Linked DNA regions of Gossypium hirsutum: region 1 is linked to region 2. Evidence: chromatin contacts called from public Hi-C data. All regions are on one chromosome and are shown on one strand. Each heading gives the region's core, a stretch centred on a gene start, on an enhancer-like site or on the middle of the called end of the contact. The rest is flanking DNA. Distances are from core to core; before and after follow the strand shown.

Region 1 (5,242 bases), core at 775-3,274, 680 kb after region 2:
CTTCGACCTCAACCAACTTCATCGAATGGCCCTGAATCCTGAAGTTCAGTGAGGTGGACAATCCAACATTTGAGATTCTGAACATGTAAGTTTTGCCTGAAACACCACAAATAAAACTTATTCAGTAAAGGCATGATTCCCTTTTGGAAAATGTAGGAGGAATCTTCATTTAATCGTATTGAATAAATTAATCTAAATGCAATGAATTATAAGCAATTAAACGTGATAGGAAATAGGAATACTAAGTTATGGATGACCTTGTTCTCCAGTAAAGGTGGTTTTAGTCTGCCCATTTATAAGGACTCCATGGGGAAAGGGAAGAGATTTTCCAGAGTCCAAAGTTTGCTGCAGTGCCTGTAAAAAACAAAACAATTATATTATGAGTGAAGTATACATGGCAGGGAAAAACTTGGTGCATGGCAAGAAAATCTTAACAAAAGAGAAGTGTGAAAACTAACCTTGTGGCTGGTCTTGTACCAGTCACCAATAAGTAAAGTGAAATCTCCATCAGGATTTGCATAAGGAATTGGGATCACACTTCTATGGTATATATTGAGTGCTCCAAATCCTCCAGCAGCTCTATGCATTAGAGTTGATGGGAAATATGTGTAGGACCCAATCTGATCCTTGGCTTGGAACTTGTAGGTATAGTTTGAGTTTGGAGGGATAGGGCAATTGGTTCCCAACACTCCATCCTGCCATGAGTTTTTCCTTTGCTTTACGCCATTCCTGTTGTGATCAGACCAATCCCTCATTTATCATTGAAAAAATGGCATGATTCTACATGGCATAATCAGGTGAACACAGGAAAACAACGGAAATTCAGGGTTTAAAGTTGCAAAAAGAATCAAGTCATTTTTAAGCGGCCATCAAACGTTACTGCAGAAAAACACAGACGTTTCCTGGTCTGGAAGTTTCATCTTTCATTGTTATGTTCAACAAAACTGAGATGAAGTTAAAATTTACAGGGAAGAAGAAGACAAGTAACAATTTTAGAGATATCCATTGATAATTTCTTAGTTGAGGTTGTGAAAAACAGCAAGAATGAAAGTATATAAATCAGAAGAGCCAATGTGAGATAAGGGTATGAGAGACCCACCATGTCAACAAGAAAGGCTGATCAAGCTTGTTAATGAGATTCAAGATAATGTTGTTATTAGTCACCACATCAAGTTTTGGCCCAGGAAACTGATTATTGATAAGGATAACCTTGCAAAAAAAAAACACAACTTTTTAGAACCCCAAAATCAGATCCACATCAATAGCCTTTACTTTCAACATTCCAAAAAAAAAACAGATTCCCTATAAATATATACCTGCTGGGGAACTCCAAGAATAGAACGAGTGCCATAAGTGACAGTCCAAGTGTAATACAAGTATGGATCTTCAGCATTCACCAGGGAAACAGCCAAAACTCCAATAATCAAATGAAGCTTCATCACTGGTTTTCCCATATCTGAACGTCACTCATAAATAAACCATTGGTTAGTTACCAAAACCAACTACAGAACTTGATAGAATTGTGATACCAAAGCATCTTTGACTAAGAGAGTAACTTACCTGTTTCGGGACTCCCTGGAAAGGAAAGTAAAGCTCTTTTGAGGACACAATCTAAACAAAGAGGTACGTAGTTTTTATAAGAACCGGGGCAGGAAAAAGCTACTCTAGGTAGTGGTCCATTCTTTTTTATTTATTTATGGAACTAACAAAAAGGAAAAAGGAATTTATTGTTAGTTGATGAGGTAAAGGCTGTCGCGGTTAACTAATATTCGGCGCATTCCACGCGTTTTCCGCGTTATGATAATTGCTTCCACCTAAAGCTTATAATCCACTCATTCACTCTTTCCTTCACTAAAATATATTTATAAATTGCCTCCTGCTATCCCGCCATTGATTAGAGCTTTTTCTTGGTTGCTTCCTTTTCTTTTCACCCTTAAATTAAAATGGAATTGGATAAAGAAAGGGGTTTGGATGTCTATCACTGCCCCTTTTGTTCTCCATTTTTTGAAAATTGAGAGCTTTGTTTTCACACAACTTTGTTTCCATTAACACAGCATTTATATTAGAAAATGAAAAGAAAAAGGAAGAGCCAAAATCTATTGAAACCCGACATCTCTACTAAAACTGTAAAAATAAAATGTGGCATTGGATTATAATAAATTTATTAGACAGTTGAGTTTTGTAGGTTTTTTTTTTTTTTTAGTTTTTGTGACAGTTTCACATGCATACATACAGAAAGCAAGTGGTCCTCATTCTCACCACTCCTATCATAAATATTGTAGCAGTGGTCCTCATTCTCACCACTCCTATCATAAATATTGTAGCTTTGGGTTGGATCTGAGAGGGACAGTCTATAAATCCCTTTGTTTATCATATAGTTGGGCAATAATATCCAATTTGGCAATTACCATGAATATATATATATATATATATATGATGGAGAAAGTTGGGGGAAATGGAATCCATGCTTCGAGCAAGTCAAATGAAAGCCTGATTTGTTTCTTTGCAGGATTTCTTAAACTTAGCTGGCCTGCCTGTTTCTTTTAAACCTTAATTTCAACATATTACTTTAATTTAATAATCAAAATACTATATTTCTTTTCCTGTGGGAGATGTAAATTCAAATGATAAGCCTAAGTCAACTAATTCTATACTTACCTAATTCTACATTATTATTATTAATTTATCGATAATGTGATAATTATTTAAGAATGTTATCAGTGAAATTTAAAAAGAGTGGAATAATTTTCTTAAAATAATATAAGCAAAAATGTTCATAAATTTTATAATTTTGAAACTCAATGCACAAATTCAAATGATAGCCGAATAAACTTCTCAAATTACTATAAAGAAATGGAAATCAGTTATGTACATTCAAGGAAATGAAATTAAAGTTGGTGAATCAAAATTGTTTAGTATAAGTTGTAATTATAACTGTTGACTATATAAAAGCAGGGGAGGGCCTACTGGACTGAATGTGAATAAGGAGTTGTCACGTGAGCTGTTGGCAAATGGATTTGATGAACATTTGACCCCACCGCCACCGCAACCGCCTGGCCACAGCCACCGGTGGTGGGATGAGGTGGGACTTGGGGAGGGAACCGCACAGATTTCCACTGACACATCGATTCGCTCAATCATCAAAAACATAGAAACCCTCGCATTTGCCGTAAAATTGAAGCAAACTAAATGAAAGATGATGACATTTGGCTTCCCCAAACCCTAAGATTTACCACTAGTTATTTTATAATTAAATGCCTAACCTTTAAAATAAACCTACTTTATCAAGATTTATCGAAATCTTATTTATTTATTTAGTTGGATCAATTTCACTCACAAAAATTGTCTCAAGTCAAATGATACGGTTGGCATTTGAAGAAGATAAATAATCAAAGAGAAGAAGGAAGAAGAGAGAAATGAGGAAGACAGAGTCAGAAAACAGATTTCTAATTTCATAACTGCTTTCCTAGCTTGATTGATTGCTAAATAGAAAATTAATGGTTCGAATGCAGCCGGTAACTAAACAGCTTGATATGCACCGTTTCATTAAACGGTTCCTTAGTTTAAAACGCCCCGTTTTGGACAATACTCATTCCACCCCACCATTACACCAATAGTCACTCAATTTTGGGCAGCTGACAAAACAGTCACTTAGGTTTCAATTTAGTCACTCAACTTTTGAAAAATAATAAATCAGTCCTTTTAACCATTTTCCGTTACAGACGTAATGAAAAAGTGACATGGCATTTAACTGTGGGCTAGTTGTAATTTGAACAGCCCCATTTAAGAGCTCTGGGTAGTAGAAGAATAAGAGAAGAAATGGAGAAAAGAAAAAGAGGAGAAGAAGAGAAAATGGAATGAGTTTTATACCAGCGATTCCTAGGGGTCAAAATCTGGGAACTCAAATACAACTACGCTTCCACGACACCAATGCCTCCATGGCCAATGCCCTTCGTAGCGTCATGATTGCTGAGGTTCCCACCATAGCCATCAATCTCGTCAAATCAAAGTTAACTCTTCTATCCTCAACGACAAGTTCATTGCCCATCGACTTGATCTAATCCCTCTCACTAGCCAACGCACCATGTCTGGTCTATATTAACCTTCTTCTTGGAAAAAGGTTAATTGCATTCATGGGTTGTTTTTGCTTGAAGAAAGTTATAAACAAATCTGCGTATAAAGATCCAACCATTCTTGCATCTAAAACACCTTGTGAGCTGGTCTTGAATATATTTTGTTGATTCTATTATCTAGGTATTTAATTTAATTGTGTAAGTGCCAAGAAAAAAAATATTATTTCTTATAATTCAACAGTTACTGTGAATGAAGTAAAAGCTCTTTATTGACGATGGCCTTATTCACAAGGTAGTGGTGTTTTTACTTTTTTACACCATTTTCTTTGACTTTAACATATATTTCTCAGAAAAAAAAATTTTGTTTAAACAGGAGGGATTCCAACATGAAGTTGTTAGAAAAAACAGTAAGCAAAATCTTTTTTACAGATAGAGGGAGTAAGAAAATGCTAAGGGTACGAAAAAACTTGTGTTGATTTATCATTGAAACCTTTTATGCTACCACTTTTTTTCTTGCAATTATATTTGCTTGAAATGTCAGTTTTCTCATTCGGTTGAAGCATAAGGAATGTAACGACCCAATTTTCGGGAATTCTGTGAATATTGGCAAAATTTCATGCTTTGATTTTTGTCATTTGTGAGTGCAATTATGAAATAGGACCTATGTGAAAATGTTTGAAAATGCTATAGGCTAATTTGTAGTGGCCAAATAAATAGGAGTGCAAAATAGGAGGATTTGCATGTCAAACCTCCCATTTTACATGAAGCGGCAGGCCATCATGTTGTTGAAGACAATATGTGCACTTGATATCCATAATTTATGGTACAAATTGATAAAAATTGATAATGGGTTAGGTAAATGTTCCATGATAATGGGTTAGGTAAATGTTCCATGATAGGCATTTCATGTCTTTTGTATTAAAGAATTAAATGGATGAAATATGAAATTTTATTAAAAGAAAAAGGGGTGAAAAGAACAAAGTTTTGTCCATCTCTGTTCATCATAGCCGAAAGTTAGAGAAGAGAAAGGAGAGGAGAAAGCTCTTGAATGTTCGGTCACTTGGGGAAGAAAATTGAAGGTAAGTTCATGGTAGTTTGCTTCTATCTTGATGTTCATGAGTTCTTCTTAATTCTACCTTAACTCTTGAAGCATATTTTGGTTTTTGGGT
Region 2 (5,709 bases), core at 870-3,369:
AAATATTCTAAATAATAATATAATAATATAAATTAAAATATTATGGCACGATTATAATCCACTTTCAATGGCTAAATTGACTTTTTAATTTCTCATGACATCTAATGGCCCACATTATGACAACATTTCTTTATTTCTCTAATTTTTCTTAATCTAATAATTATCTTTTTGTTAAATTTCCTTGCTACCCATTAAAAATCTTTAAAATTCCTCTCTTGAGTCACTATGCACTTTGGTAAAATTATACTCCTTGTCTTTTTACATTTTCACCAATTCAATTTCATCCTTTTATACTTTAGATTTCACACTTTGACCTTAACACTTTTCACAACTTTACAAATTAGTCTATACCCTATATTAATATTTATTAGTATATCAATCTTTTAAATTTTCTTTGATTTTCTACCACCTTCCCTACTAACGTTAATAAATCACATTTTATTTATTCTGTAAAATCCAACTCATATTTTATCGAAATAGCACTACTTACAACCAAGGGGGTTTGAGGCAGGCAAAAAATCGCTCGACCTTATTGTCATCCCTGGTTAGAGGTGTGTGTTTTAGAATTAAATATGTTGGCTATATGTTTGGTATCATTTCGAGCCATTTGGGTATGTTTTGAACATGTTTTTGTTAAGTTTTCTTCACTTTTTAGCCTTTATCTGTAGTTCTGAGCACTAAGTCTTGAGACAGAACGAACTATCTCAAGATAGGATGATTTTTCAAGAACAGGTCTTGAGACATAGTAGGTAAGTCTCGAGATAAAGGTCATTTTGTCTTAAGACATTCGAAGTCAATAGCTAAACTTCACCTTAAAGATCCAAAGTCTCGAGACAGGCGACTAGGTATCTAGACATAACCCCTAAGTCTCGAGACATGAGGATAGGTCTCAAAACATAACCCCTAAGTCTCAAGACCTGCAAAAAAAATTCAAAATTTGGTTTCAGGGGACTAATATCTCGAGACATTAACTTATTGTCTCGAGATGTAAGGGCATGTTTTGTTATCTTTGTTCTTTTTCAATAAATTTTATTTTTTGTAGTGATGTAAAAATGTTTGAAACATTAATATGCATGCATATAACTTGAATTTAAGTGAAATTTAAATGAATAATTGATTGATCGAGTTGCTCCAATAACAGATGTAATGATTCATATTTAGAATAGGCCTCTGAAGTAGATACGAGGTGTTGCACATTGGTTCAAGACCATCGAAATACATTATACACAAAGAAATGCACGAGTGACAAGGTGCCCTCGCACCATAATTATACATCCCAAGTAGGTTTTATTCCTCTTATAATTTTTCAATTACTTGCTATTCTTCATGAGTTTCAAAGCTTACATGCTATTATTTTGGGCTGATATTTGAGGATCCAAAAGCCCAAATGAAAGCAATCCCCCGTCAAGATATCAAGGCTTTTCTCTCCTAACCTCATCTTGCTTTCATCATTTTTACTTTGAGATGTATAGCTAGGCCCACTTCCAGGTGAAATTCTAATGGGCTTTAATTTAATTACTTGAAACTCCACATTCCAATAGGATTATTATTGGGTAAACTATTATTTGATAAAAATTTCTTAAGTAGAGATTATTAGAAGGGGATATGTGTCCATTTATTTACTTTTTTAAGTGTATTTTAAAGATAAATATACTACTTGTGGAATTTTTTTTCTTTCTACTAATCGTATAATGGAAATTGATAATAATCCCATCTAAGATGTATCTATTTATTTATTTTTAATTATATTTCAAATGTCCTAGTTGTGGAAATTTTTTTCTTTCTAATTAATAATAATCCATTCTTATATTTATATTTATATTTATATTTGATATCCTGATAATGTAATAGTGGATTTAAAAATTGTTGACAAGTCATCAACATTTAATTCATCAAAATTAGTCATTGAGTTTTAATTTTTTTAATATGAATATTATTATCAATGTAAAGATTTAAGTATATTAAAACATATTATCTTCTTATTTATAAATTGAGAAAAAATTACACCTAATTTTAAATATTATCTATATATATTTTATCAGCACTTATAATGGAATGATAAAATAATAAATATTTGTTTTTATGGAAAATACTAAAATAGTACAGTATAATTTTAATTAATTAATTTACTGGCCAACTCTCGGTCTCCCTGTTCCCCACTACCATAAGGGGCTCGAAACTTGACCGTTGAGACTCGAGAGACCTTGAAAAGAGGCACCAAAGCAAGAGAGAGAGAAAGAAGCAGAGAACAATGGCAGCAATAGGAAACGAGACCCAACCACTTGAATCCTCACCAAACAACTTGGATCAGCAATATCATCTACAACCCCACAATGACTGCAAAATCCAAACCCCTAAAATCTCATTGTATGAGCAGTCCAGAGAAGAACGGATCAAAGAAAACCTTCAAAGGATGCAGCAGCTTGGTCTCAAAGACCTCTCCAACTCCCTCCTCAACTCCACTCCTCGCCTCTCTTCAAGGCGCGGCCGTCCTCGTGTTGGCGGTAAGCCGCCAGTTACCCCTCTGTCTTCTCCCTTGCCGTCATCTGACCAACTCCGCCGCTCCTCGAGGTGATTTCATTGTTGCCCTTGTGTATTTTATTTCCATATGGCTTTTTGAATACCCATTGGACCTAAGTAGAAGCAGACACTACCAAAATCTCTATGAAAGAGAAAAAAAAAAGATATCTTTTATATTCTTTTTCCTTTTTACTTAAAAAAAAAAAGGAAAATAAAGGGAAGAAGCTTATAATTTCGGATAATATTGCAAGTTCAGAACTAATTAATATTTTGATGGATTTGGTTAGGTTGCAAAATACTACTCCAGTGATCTATTCAGAGGCAGTTTCGGCAAAAAAAGAAGAGCTTTTCGAGGATGTGGAACTGAAGCTAGGGAAATCAGAGGTGTATACAGAAGCGCATGAGAAGCTTTTGGGTAACACTGAGAGGAGCTGGACACTTTTTGTGGATGGATATGGACGTGATGGCAGACGGATTTATGATTCCGTCAAAGGAAAGACTTGTCATCAATGCAGGTCTAGGAATCTTTCTTATTCCATCTGCATTATATCTTCCATGGAAATATGATATGGCTGCACAACAAATTTCAATTCTTATCCGCCAACATTAATAGTTTTAACTTCATGCTCAACTAAAAGGGAACAGTTTGATTAGGCGATACAAATTTTCAGTTTTCTAGTTTTTTCGCCTTCATCTTCTGAAAATGAAGGCGAGCTTGAAAAGGAACTATCCCTTTTTAAACTGCTTTTGATCTGAATTCCTTGTAATCACTTGTAGTTGTGTTGAGACGCAGGATCCTTTGCTTGATTATTGTTCTCCCCTACGTCACATTGCCTCTGATCTGATCATTTTCAATGGTCACATAAGAACTATAGACATAAACTTGGTTTAAATTGTATGATAGCCTTTCAGTTTGTAACTATTACTTTGTTAATTTGAGAAACATTTGAATTGTGAATTGTGACAATCTTCTTACCTTTTCTTCTTTTTTCTGCTTCCACATTGGTCAGCACCAATTATTCATTGTTTGAAAATAATATTTTATTCGTATATTACTTCTGAAAATGTTGTACCATGACTCTAAGCTGTTAAATTGATCTCATTTAGTCACAAGATGGAAAATGCTATGTTGCAGGCAGAAAACACTTGGTCATCGTACTAACTGTAGCAAATGCAATATGGTCCAAGGACAGTTCTGTGGTGATTGTTTATACATGAGGTATGAAATTTTGTTAATGTGTATGCCTTACTTAACCTCTGTCCTTTGTTTTGTCCTGCAGTTGTAGATATCCGTTCATATGTAACTAAATATTGATGTTTCTAGCTTTTGGCTAGAATCGTATCTTATAAATCTTTCTGAACCTTTAGTTCTAGATAGTTATTTCCTTCTAGTGGTGGTTTTGTTGTTAATTTGCGTTCTAAATGTGCAGATATGGGGAGCATGTGCTTGAAGCCAATGAGAACCCAAATTGGGTTTGCCCAGTCTGCCGTGGGATTTGCAACTGTAGTTTATGCCGGCAAGCAAAAGGATGGGCCCCTACTGGCTCTCTTTATAGGAAGGTAAGTCATCATTTGCATTGATAAAAAAAAGGTCCCATCTTTTGTGCATGTTGTTGCTTAGAGACATTTAATTTTTTCTAAAGGTCTAAGCTTCTTTATCCACCTTCCAGGTAACAAAAATGGGCTTCAAGTCAGTTGCACATTATCTCATCCAAACCCGGCATGTGCAAACCAATGTTGAAAAGAACTCAGATAATACTGATCAAGTTTCTGCTAAGAGGTCACTTTCCTTTCCAGCTCCGGAATTGCCTTCAGAAGAATCTCCTGCAGTCGATAATAATCAGCTTGTAACATCAAAGCCTCAATCTGGAGAGGATGGCTTGAGCAGTGAGAAAAAAGAACAACAAGCATACCCAGAACCAAATACTTCGATTATCCATCAAAATCCTGCAAGCAAACCGTTGCTATTCTCAAAGAATGAAACAGAGTTTGAGAAAGGGGAGTCTACAAAGATCAACCTTGATTTCGGGAACAAGAGAGATGATGAATTCATATGTCAACATGAAAAGGAGTTGGATTTCACTGACAAAGAACCCGTTGATAGTCCTGTGACATTGGAAACCAGACCAGAAAAGAAGCATGCGTCTTCCAGTGAATCAACCCCTGGCAGTATTGCCGGAAGACTAAAACAGGTGTGGGGAAGCGACCGGACCCATGATGAGACAGTTTTGGATGGTGCTGGCAAAAATGTAGATGTAGGCTATGCCGTGTCAGAGAGTAGTCCAAATCTTATAAAGAGACCTGCGTCTGCTATTGGAAATAGCCTCGACAGTAATGCTGCAAAACTGAAGCAAAGGCGTCAACTAGGCAAGGATTGTGATGAACAAGGGTTACTGGGCGCAAATGGGAGTGTGTCTGATGAGGCTGCAGAAAACATATCATCACGGAAGGAGTCCAAGGCCAACCTGAAGCATTGTACTTCTGGAACTAATATGGACTGTATTGCTAGAAGATTGAGGCCTCGAAACAAAGCACTTTGAAGAAGCAGTTTCATCACCAAGTTACCTTTTTGTCAAACTAGGATAGAGTTTATGATGATGCTTTTATCGGCACAGTGGAAGTATCCAAATATTTTGTTTAGTGGTTGTATCTAGTAGCAAACTATCTGAAGAAACAGTTTCCCATTCTTCCTATTACTGCTGTCAAGCCACTGTTGGCTTGCTTTTGTGTGTTAAGCGTTTAGTAGATTAAAATAGGGGGTGCAATATTTTGGATACTTGCCGAGCCCCGTTTTCATGAAACCTTTGAGGTTTACATTTATGGTATATTAAAAATCTGTGGTTGAGTCATGAATAGTTGCAGTTCAGATATAAATTATATAGTGTAGATATAAATATAAAAACAATGTTATTATATTAAACCCTCAAATAATGAGTAAACTTTCAACTTTAAACCATAGCAAGCACAGACCATTCCCAGATTTACTTACAACTGTTAAGCCACAAAGAAACATAACGCTTTTCTTGGTTTGAACATTTGCATTAGCAGTCGTGAAAATAAAAGGAAGATCTTATAGGTCCCAAAAAGAAAGTAGCCCATGGCCCAACATTAAAAGCATGTTTCCACCCTAGCTCGGATTTGGTTAAGAAAACCCTTGCAGTTCCCCCAAGACAAATTAAACTACAATCA

The links. Hi-C and Micro-C count contacts between places; a contact is called where the count stands out from the background.
Region 1: a contact with region 2 is called in a Hi-C map of leaf, with 2.9 times the contacts expected there. The contact joins the promoter of LOC107897160 here to the promoter of LOC107897077 in region 2. A contact is called at or near these places in 2 of 34 Hi-C or Micro-C datasets (both in leaf).

The regions. Positions count from the first base shown.
Region 1 is chrA11:29,838,921-29,844,162 of Gossypium_hirsutum_v2.1, forward strand. It overlaps LOC107897160 (L-ascorbate oxidase homolog), which reads right to left and starts at 2,025. Exons shown (of 9, transcript XM_016822516.2): 1 at 1,561-2,025; 2 at 1,317-1,456; 3 at 1,100-1,209; 4 at 459-729; 5 at 258-354; 6 at 1-96. The coding sequence starts at 1,454.
Region 2 is chrA11:29,160,942-29,166,650 of Gossypium_hirsutum_v2.1, forward strand. It overlaps LOC107897077, which reads left to right and starts at 2,120. Exons shown (of 5, transcript XM_016822418.2): 1 at 2,120-2,571; 2 at 2,808-3,035; 3 at 3,656-3,739; 4 at 3,951-4,080; 5 at 4,191-5,369. The coding sequence starts at 2,252. The coding sequence ends at 5,060.